Linked DNA regions of Gossypium hirsutum: region 1 is linked to region 2. Evidence: chromatin contacts called from public Hi-C data. All regions are on one chromosome and are shown on one strand. Each heading gives the region's core, a stretch centred on a gene start, on an enhancer-like site or on the middle of the called end of the contact. The rest is flanking DNA. Distances are from core to core; before and after follow the strand shown.

Region 1 (4,717 bases), core at 1,888-4,387, 33 kb after region 2:
AATTAGATGTGACCAAATTAAATACTTTTTTAGATCACAAAATGTGTATTTTAACAATTCAAACAAAGCTTCTTAATTTAGTTATTTAAAAAATGGTTTAAATTTTATCTTTTTATTTTTATTTTTCATATTTCATTTAAATTACTATAGGATTATAGTGTAAATTTATCACCGAATATTGAAATTTGTCACTATATTTTATTTTAATTGATGTTAATCATTGTATTTTAAGAATATGAATAAACTTACTACTCAACTTTTATGTGATTAACATTAGCCACTGAATATTGAAGTTTAATTAATTTTTACACCAACTTTAAATTTTAAATAAAATTTTACCATTAGATGTTAATTTTAATGATTTGAGAACAAAATTCAATGAAAAAAAATATTATCTTTAATACTTAATTTTAATAGTTAACATTAAAAAAATTTAAAAAAACTATCTTAAATTAATTTCAATTTTTTATTTAATTGAAGGAAAATTTGAATACCTTTAAAAATAGTTTAAAAATATTTTAGTTTTTAAATAAATTTTTTTATTAATATTTATTATTATGATAATTAATTAATTATTTAAAATATTTTTATTAAATTTAAATCAAGTTAATTTAAATTAAAATTTAATAGTGAAATTTAATTTTTTTTTTAAAAAAACCAAACTTTTGTTTCAAAATCAATGAAAGTGGCACAATTCAATATGGAGTTGAATGGATTTACATTTAGCTTAAAAGTATAATTACAAATATCAATAAAACTAAAATAGAGTGAAGGATTTCAATTTCTCTATAAAGTATATTCAAAATATTTTTATTAAATTTAACTTAAAGTTAATTTAAGTTAAAATTTAATAGTAAAATTTAATCAAAAATTAAACTTTAGTTTTAAAATTCAATAGAAGTGGCAAATTTCAATATAGAGTTGAAATAGAGTGATAAATTAACTTTAGTTTAAAAGTAGAATGTTAAATATCAACAAAATTAAAATATAGTGAAAATTTTCAATTTTTATCTAATGTATATTGACATATTTGCACATAAATTGATAACTCTAATATCTTAGAGTTACTTGGTATTTTATTTTAGTAGGATTTTAGTTTATTTTATAAGTTAATTTTAGTAGATTTTAGGAATTTTATTTTATTTATGTTTTAGTTAATTATATATTATTAGTGTTAAATCAGACTCATTTTTTTAGTATTCTTAGCTAATGTAAGTCCAACAAAGTATGAGGAAATGTTAGCTTGACATAGATAATGAAGGCAGATTTTCGCTTCAATGAAAATTTTTTGTACCCAGCAAAAGCAGACATACAACTTTTCACTCTAGCGGAAAGATTGCTTCTTGGAGTAGCGCACATACTTGAATTGTTTTCAAGAGTTGCAATTTTTAGGAGTTATAAAAGAGAAAAAAAAGGAGTCCGAAACTCAAAGGAGAGAAGAAAAGAGGAGAAGTTGTCAAAGCCTTCACGCATCAAGAATCGACAGATTTCATCAAGAAAATTGAGTTTCTCCATAGATTTTCTTCTTGTTTCCATTTTTCTAGGAGTAGTTTTTTATTTGATTTTTTTTTTAATTCTCAAAGAGCTAAGGTTTTTTTTAGGATTGCAATGAATTCCATGTTTAGTTAATTAAATATTTTTCTATTTCCATCTCTTTTTATTTTTAATAGAGATTTGATTATTTATTCATTAATTTTTTTGTTCTTTATTGATAATAGTTTGACCAAACTTAAAGAAAGTAGAAGATGAGTTTGCGTTTTATGTCTAAAATGAATAGTTATTGGTTTAAATTAGATGGGTTAATCTATGATTCATAATTAGGATAGAAATATATATTATTACCTTGGGTAGCCAAAATTAGGGTTTGTTCTTAATCAATTTGGTTTAAATTATTGGGATAGAAATATAGCTCAATAGTTAGATTAATTTAGTTCTTTAATTGCTTGGAAAAGATATAAGAGAAATCTAGTACCCCTGGATAGTAAGATAGATTGAGTGAAGATAGAACAATTAGCTAATACATTGGATAAAATTGTAATCCTAAATTTTTATTATTGATTGATTATTTCATTTTAATTTGCCTTGCCTATTTTTATTTCTTTGATTTAGTTTAGAAATTTATATTATCAATTTACATGAATAGGTATTAGAGTAATATTTGGTGATTAGCATATAACTAGTAATAACTTTATGTGAGATACGGATACTTCAACCAACAAATTTTTTATATCAATCCACTTCAATATTTATGTTTTTATATCAACTTAAGAGCAAAATACTCAATTTGTATCTCTAAACTCAAAGAAAGTCCAAGCTCATAAGTATTGTGAAGCAAAGAGCGAATCACCAGCTTAGGATTAACAGCCTCATCGAAAAGGAGAAACAAAGGTTGTAGAACCCACAAACTAGTTATTCGCTACACTCCACGGTCCACCAATGAATGACTTAAGGTAGCCTATTAGGCACCCTAAAACTAGTTATAAATACCAAGGCTTCACCCCTTTTCGCACTTTCTACACTCCTACCTTTACTACCATCATATTGCTTCATTCCACACTATTTATTTTAATTACAGTTTACATATAGTTATAACCACAATTAATTTCTAGTTAAAATGAGTTTACTATTTGGTAGAAAATTAAATCCAATCATTAACGCATCCTTATCTCACGTCCAAATGCAATCCTTATCTTCTTTTGTAAAAATGGTAACAATAAAAATCGTCCTAGAGTTGAGGAAAAAAGATATTTGTGGTTGTGTCTTATACTAAATAGGAACACACAAGTTTTATAGTGTAGGGTTTCCGGGAGGAGATTGAGGTGGACAAATGATTTTTGAGATTCTATATTTTTGGTCGGTTCCACTGTTCACCACATGCCATATTTGTGGTATCCTATGATATTGTTTTTCTTTTTCAGAAAAAAAAGAAAACAATCAAACTCAAAAGAGATTCAATTCATTGATGCCATACAACCCCCAGAGTTGGGAGGTTAAATAGGGTGTATGGTCCTCCACCATAAATAACAAAGAAAAAGATCCAGGGGAATGGGCAGTTTGGTTTTTATTGTGTGTGGTGTAGGGTTACCAATTTATTTAGGGGCGAATGGGCGATTTGGATCTTTGCGGGACCAAACTTGATGGGGACGGGGTTGCTATCTGCCTTTGAGGCGGTTGAGCCTTGTTGGTGGAAGCTACCTCACTTTCTAATAATAGAATAAATATTAAACTTAAAAACAAATCACAGTTTTGATTGGTAATTCCAAAGGTAAGAAAGAGACGTGGGATGGGCCACCCACCACTCTAATCTATAACTGCAAGTGCTTTAGGATAGCTTAGCCTCAGCGGTCCAATATATGGGCATGGTCATCGATATGTTTCCTTCATGATAAGGACTATCATTACCTTCACATATTCAATTTTGTAATACTATAAATTAGAAAATATGGAATTGTTGAGAATCTTTTAAGATAGGTTACCCAAAAATGCTTATTTATTCAGTAAGCTTGATGTGGGTTTTACTGCAAAGAGTTTGTATCAAACTTATAGGCTGGCGAGTTGATTATTGAACTTTGGACGGCTTTTTAGATGATCAAAATATTGAATTGACCAAGTATATTGGAGGAGGTGATTGATTACATATAATAATGCATGTACTACACATAATTAATTTAACAAAATATATATATATATTTTTTATTTTTGTTTGTCTCTAAAATAAATAAAAAAATGTATGAAATCAATGTAATAGACCTTAGTGCAACACCCCCTGAGAATTAAAACACAATTCATGTCTTGTTAGGTGGGTATTTTTTTTTTCTTGTTTTGGAAGGGTACTAACATCTACAATTAACAAGAATAATTAATTAATTGTATATACCAGTCACGCCCAACTATTTACATTTAGCATCTACTGAATTGGAAAATAATTTAAACTTTGCTACTATATTTTTTAATTTGATACTTGTGTTATTTTTGTCTAATTTATCTTGTATTTAATAAAAGTTGTATATTTTGATATTCAAAAACAACAAAGTTAACATTTTAATACTTAATTTAGGTTTTAGGGTTGATTTGTTTAAAGTTAATTGCTAATATTATTAAGTTTGAATTTTTTATGTAGAATAAATTTAGCGTTAATTATGAATTTATTTAGTTATGAGTTTATTTTTTTAAATACTGTTTGATGAATATAATTTAATTCGGATTTTAAAGAATATTTGATGAAAATTAATTATTAATATTACTAGTTAATTATGAATTTCAATCAAATCAACACTAAAAAGTTAAGATTATTTTCGAATATTAAAATGTCAAATTCGAATATCAAATTAAATCTAAAAATAATACAAATGTCAGATGTAAAATTCAAATACCAGATAAATTTTAGATTCAGATGTATAGAGTGTCCAAAACAGCTGTCGTTTGATGAAAAGTGGGTGACGTTGCTGGCTTATGTTTTTAATATAATTAAAATTACATCGCAACTACAAAGAAGACCAAATCTTGAGCAACGAAAGGAAAAATAATAAGCCAAGGCATGTGGTAACATAGCCTAGCAATTAAGGCAATAAATAAAATTTCATCTAACCATTTTATTTTCTTTATATAGGAAATGCCATTGTTTGGTTGCTACTCTCACTATTTCCATTTAATACCTATCTCATTTAACATTCATTTTGTTTCTATATCAGTGTAGTTGTCAGATTTAAAAGGACTA
Region 2 (4,776 bases), core at 1,181-3,680:
AGATTTTCATTAGTCAATTATTGTTTGCCAAACTTTTTCTTGCAAAATAAGCGCGGGGTTATGGCAAAACAACTCTTAGTTTTAGTTACAAGCAGTATTTGTATAAATTATAAACAGATGAAGCATTAGAAGGTATAATTAGATAAATAAATTGAAAAGTTAAATCAAAATAGCTTTGGAGATAATTCGCAGGTAAGATTAAGTTAAGACATGATTTGAACTTGGGACATGAAGTATGTTTCTAAAAGAAAATAGATGGTGAGGGGTGGGCCCATCCTTTTTTACACTGAGGCTTTGTAGGCTGGGGGTAACCCAGCTTATAGGCGGAAGTGAGAATTGAGAAATATGAGTTGAGGGTTTGGTAACTTATTAAGCAAGGACCTGAAAAGGGCAATATCATTGGCCTCGAAGACCAATGATCAATGAATGAACGAAGTAAGGAGCTCTGAAGAAGCCTTGATCAAGGACAATATGGAATTTATTGGCTAAAACTTGATCCTGCTGATTGATGCTGCCTTCAATTGCGTGCATCAGCCACTCTACATCTGTTTCTTGAGCCATTATTATCTCCTCCCCACATCCCTGATATTAAACTCATTTCCCACCCTTCCTCTCTGCTCTATATTTGCATATTCAATCCTGCTTATATCGCTAATCCATGTAAACAAGCCAGCCAGCTTTAGTTTTGTGCCACTTCCCAACCACCAAAAAAACAAGACGAAAGATATAAAGCATTATCACCCAGGATATTTTGAAAAAAGAAATGATAAAACAGAAATCCAATTAACAAGTTCAACCTCAACAACATAGGTTTTGGGTTCTGACATGTTCCCAGTCCAAATCAGCTTAACACAATCAAATTTAACTTAAATGAGAATACATAGGTCATTCGTCACTGAAGATCCTTAAATTATCAGGGCATGCTTCTTTCAAGCTTTAATAGTCACACTGCATAGGCACAGACCAGAAAGCTTTATTTCAGAAGTTTGCCATTCTGAACCCGGGGCTGCATTTGGATCATACAAAAGTGTGTGGTAACCAGGGTCCCCTTCCACTGACAATAGTAGCAGTTTTCCATCCAATATCCCAAAACGGAACCCTATACTTGTGCTCCCTGTCAATGGCACCGAAACCATCTTCCAGCTATTGTCATCTGGGTTGAATATTGCCAGCTTCCGCTGGTTCTTCCACTCCATGCAGAAAAGCTGCTTCTCCAGCACAGCATGGGCAGTGACCATCACACACCCATTTTTCATCTCACACCAAGTCTGCTTCTCAGGGTTGTACACATCAACAAACCTCGAGTTTCCAATAGTGAAGCTTGACCTACCACCTAAGACATAAAGCTTTCCGTTCAATCCACAGGCAAAACAACCCCAGCGAGGTCGACGTAGACTTTCAATGAGTGTCCACTTATCTGTGTCAGGGTCATACACCTCTGCAGTGGAGAGGCTCTCGCCTTCAACCGCATAGCCTCCAACGACGTAAACCACACCATTTACCTCCGCACAAGCAAAATCATAGCGAGCAACATTTAAGTTTGCTAGTTTGCTCCAGCTGCAATTATGATGATGTGTTAAAACCAATAAGAAGTCCAAGACAAAATATTAAGCGTCATATAAAAAGTGAAAATGGAAAACAAACCAGTTGAGGCAAGAATCATATTGATAAACGTCTGCAGAGGCAGAAGCAGTTCCGTTGATGACTGAATAGCCAGCAAGTACAAGAAGCTTTCCATTGAGGACAGTTGTCCCAAATCCAACTTTTTCTGGACCAGGCATTGGTGGAAGAAGCCTATGTTTCTGGCCCAAACAATCCAAAACCTCCCAGTGGCTTTCCTTTCCTTCAGAATCCATAGTTAGAACATAAAGCCACTCTTCAAGCATTCCAGCTATCTTTCGTTCCATTAAGAATTCTTTGCTTTGAATGAATGATCTCCACCTCTTACATACACCACCCATGGAAGGGAAGCTAGAACGAGGAACTAGAGCAAGGCAATACTTGGCCACATCATCCGGTAGCCCTGGAAGCAACGGGCTTTCTATTTCATCAGTAGCCTGAGAGGGTGAACGGTGATTGCCTTTTGAATGATCTGGCATAAGCGGGGAGCTGAGACACATATTGGGTTCTGTGATTCTCTTCTTTTCTCTCACAAAACCAGGCATTTTTTTCTAGATGGTTCTCGTATGCGGTACAAATATATTTTCCCAAAAGAATGCGTCAATATTTATAAATGCTAGTCAACTAATTAAAGAAACTCATGAAATCCATCACCTATAGGGATTTTACAACTCCAAGGCATAAGTGATGTAGCAGAACGGATGACTTGAGCTGTAAATGCCGATGAAACTCTATTCTTAGTCCAATCTGATTCATATTCCATGCCAAAAGCCCTCTTTCCTGTTGAACTCTGCAAAGCTTTTCCCACACCTCTGTATCCGTTCCGTTGCCCACACATTGCCCAAATAACTAAATGCAAGATTGTAAAACCATAACCAATTAGTATGAAGACAGGAAACCAAAGAAACAATAGCTTACCGACAGGAAACCAAAGAAACAATAGCTTATCTCTACGGTCATTGTCAAATCAATACCTTTTAAGGCCATAAAATTCAGAAGTTTTAGCCCCCAATAACTTCCATTATGATGAAACCAGTAATCACCTGAATATATAAATTAAAATGAAGAAAGGTCAATTCAACCAATACATATCCAGTTCATATAACAGCGATTCTGTCTTCAAATAGACAACTTGTTTTGATCATGATTCTCCAGGCCGGCAGCAGTGACTTATGTACTGCTGGGAAACACCCAAAGCCAAACAGAAATACAAAATAATAATAATAATGGTGGTGGTGGTGGTAGTGGTGAAGTAAGTGTTCCTTTCTATTATTCTAAACCTAAAACTCTAACATGTTGCAAAAAGAAGGTATTAATTTATTTGCGGTGGTAGATACACAAAAGGGGCGAACAACTCAAGGGGCTTATTATATATCTCTGAACTTGTAAAACCCAGATCTTGACTTGACCTACCCAACCACCCTAACTTAAATTAAAATAACTACAACTAAAATTAACAGATGAGTTCTTAAGATGAAATGTATGATATCATAGAATCAAAAGGATTAAAGTAAAAGGCAGCAGACCAACAAATCATCTATCAACAACCAGAAAACCCAGATTCCTGGAAAGTAAAGTTGGGGGGGGGGTAGGAAGACAGCCGAATGTTCTTATCCAAAATCCTAACAGTCTGGCAATAATACTATTGAAACACGTTAGATCTGAAGATAAACACTAAAAAGATCCCCAAGTTCACGTCTCAACAGGTTCTCTAACCTGGTAAGAAATATTTTTTTTTTTGGTTTAAAATTTTTAAAGGAAAAAAAAAACCTAAATGAACATAAATTTTAAAAGAAAGGAGAAAGGAGGCAATGTATATAGAGGTGTGAGGAAAGGGGGATTTACCTTTGAAGATCCTGGAAAAGAGGAGAATGAAAAAGGGTTGGTGTTGAAAAGAAAGGCGTAAAAGGGGATGAGAGTGTTTTGAGGCAAAGCAGCCATGAATAAGGGAAAGAATTTATAAGCATAGAAAAAGCAAGGCAGAAAAGGGCGAGAGGGTTCCACCACTCACTAATCATCTCATTATCATTATTATCATCATCATTATTTATTCATTTATTTCTTTCATTTTAAGCCTCCGTTTATTTCGTGACATCAGACAAATAATTCTTTTCCTGGTAAAAAGAAAAAAAAGAAGTCAAGTCTAATATAGGAGAATGATTTGGCTTTACTTTTTTATATTTTCACTCTAATTTTTTAAAATTAAAAAAATACACTTTTAATATACTAAATATTAATATATATTTTTAATTTAAAAATTAAAATATAAATATTAAATTTATAATTTACACAAAATATAGGGTCTAATAATAGAATTTGACCAAACATATCCATTTGGTTTCATCAAAGGTTTGTATTTGAGAGTTTATTTTTGTGTAGTGCTCTTATTTTTGAAAAACTAAAAAATAATAATAATTTGGTTTAGTTTTACTGCATAATTTTTTTTATATTGGTTTTACTTTTGTTGTTGATTTTATTATTAAATTATTACGTGTTATTTTTAAATGGTGGATGAGTATATTAAAATATTTTTCAGGATGATATATATATATATATAAAGGTTACATATATTTATTCAAGAATAAAAAAAATCCAACTGGTTTGAGCTTTAGATAAATAACAAACATAATTTGTATTTAAACTGATAAAATAATTGTTGATTAACATAATAAAAATATCAAGGACGAAAGAATTGGATAAATATATATATATATATAGAAAAGTAATAGAAAGAAAAACATGAAATCATTATTGTATTTCTCCTTAAAGTATTCTACTTTTAACAGTTTGGTCAGTAATTGGAGATTTTTAGGTTCCCATTAATGGGAGTTTGTGATTCTTCTATGCAATTTCTTTGTGGTTTTAATTTTCCTTCTTGGTGGATCCCACTTTAGTAAGAATTTTCCTTTCTCTTTTTCTTAATTCGTAACTATTATTTATATAGAAAAATAGATATTCTCTATTTTAAGATAATACTCATATTAAAAATACAGTATAAATAAACAAAATTAATATGTTAGGAAGCCATAAACTGAATTAACATGTAAAGTTTATGTTAGTTAAAAAAAACATGTTACATGCCTTTAATGGAACTGTGCTACATGTCCATCCCACTCAAACTTCAACTCACCAATGACAATGAGTTCGCCCATATTT

The links. Hi-C and Micro-C count contacts between places; a contact is called where the count stands out from the background.
Region 1: a Hi-C map of leaf shows a contact between it and region 2, with 2.6 times the contacts expected there. The contact joins the enhancer-like site here to the promoter of LOC107918232 in region 2. A contact is called at or near these places in 6 of 34 Hi-C or Micro-C datasets (fibers, leaf and seedling).

Annotation. Positions count from the first base shown.
Region 1 is chrA01:95,189,799-95,194,515 of Gossypium_hirsutum_v2.1, forward strand. No RefSeq gene overlaps it. Among protein-coding and RNA genes, the nearest start is that of LOC107918232, 33 kb to the left of the region's middle. Within about 2 kb of position 3,138, at least 5 of the 9 cell types and tissues checked have an H3K27ac peak or open chromatin away from gene starts, as enhancers often do. A contact at or near this core is called in leaf, where this site is marked.
Region 2 is chrA01:95,157,131-95,161,906 of Gossypium_hirsutum_v2.1, forward strand. It overlaps LOC107918232 (F-box/kelch-repeat protein At1g67480), which reads right to left and starts at 2,431. Exons shown (of 2, transcript XM_016847770.2): 1 at 1,645-2,431; 2 at 765-1,557. The coding sequence starts at 2,165. The coding sequence ends at 930. It overlaps LOC107918230 (mannosyl-oligosaccharide glucosidase GCS1), which reads left to right. Exons shown (of 22, transcript XM_016847769.2): 22 at 1-3,229.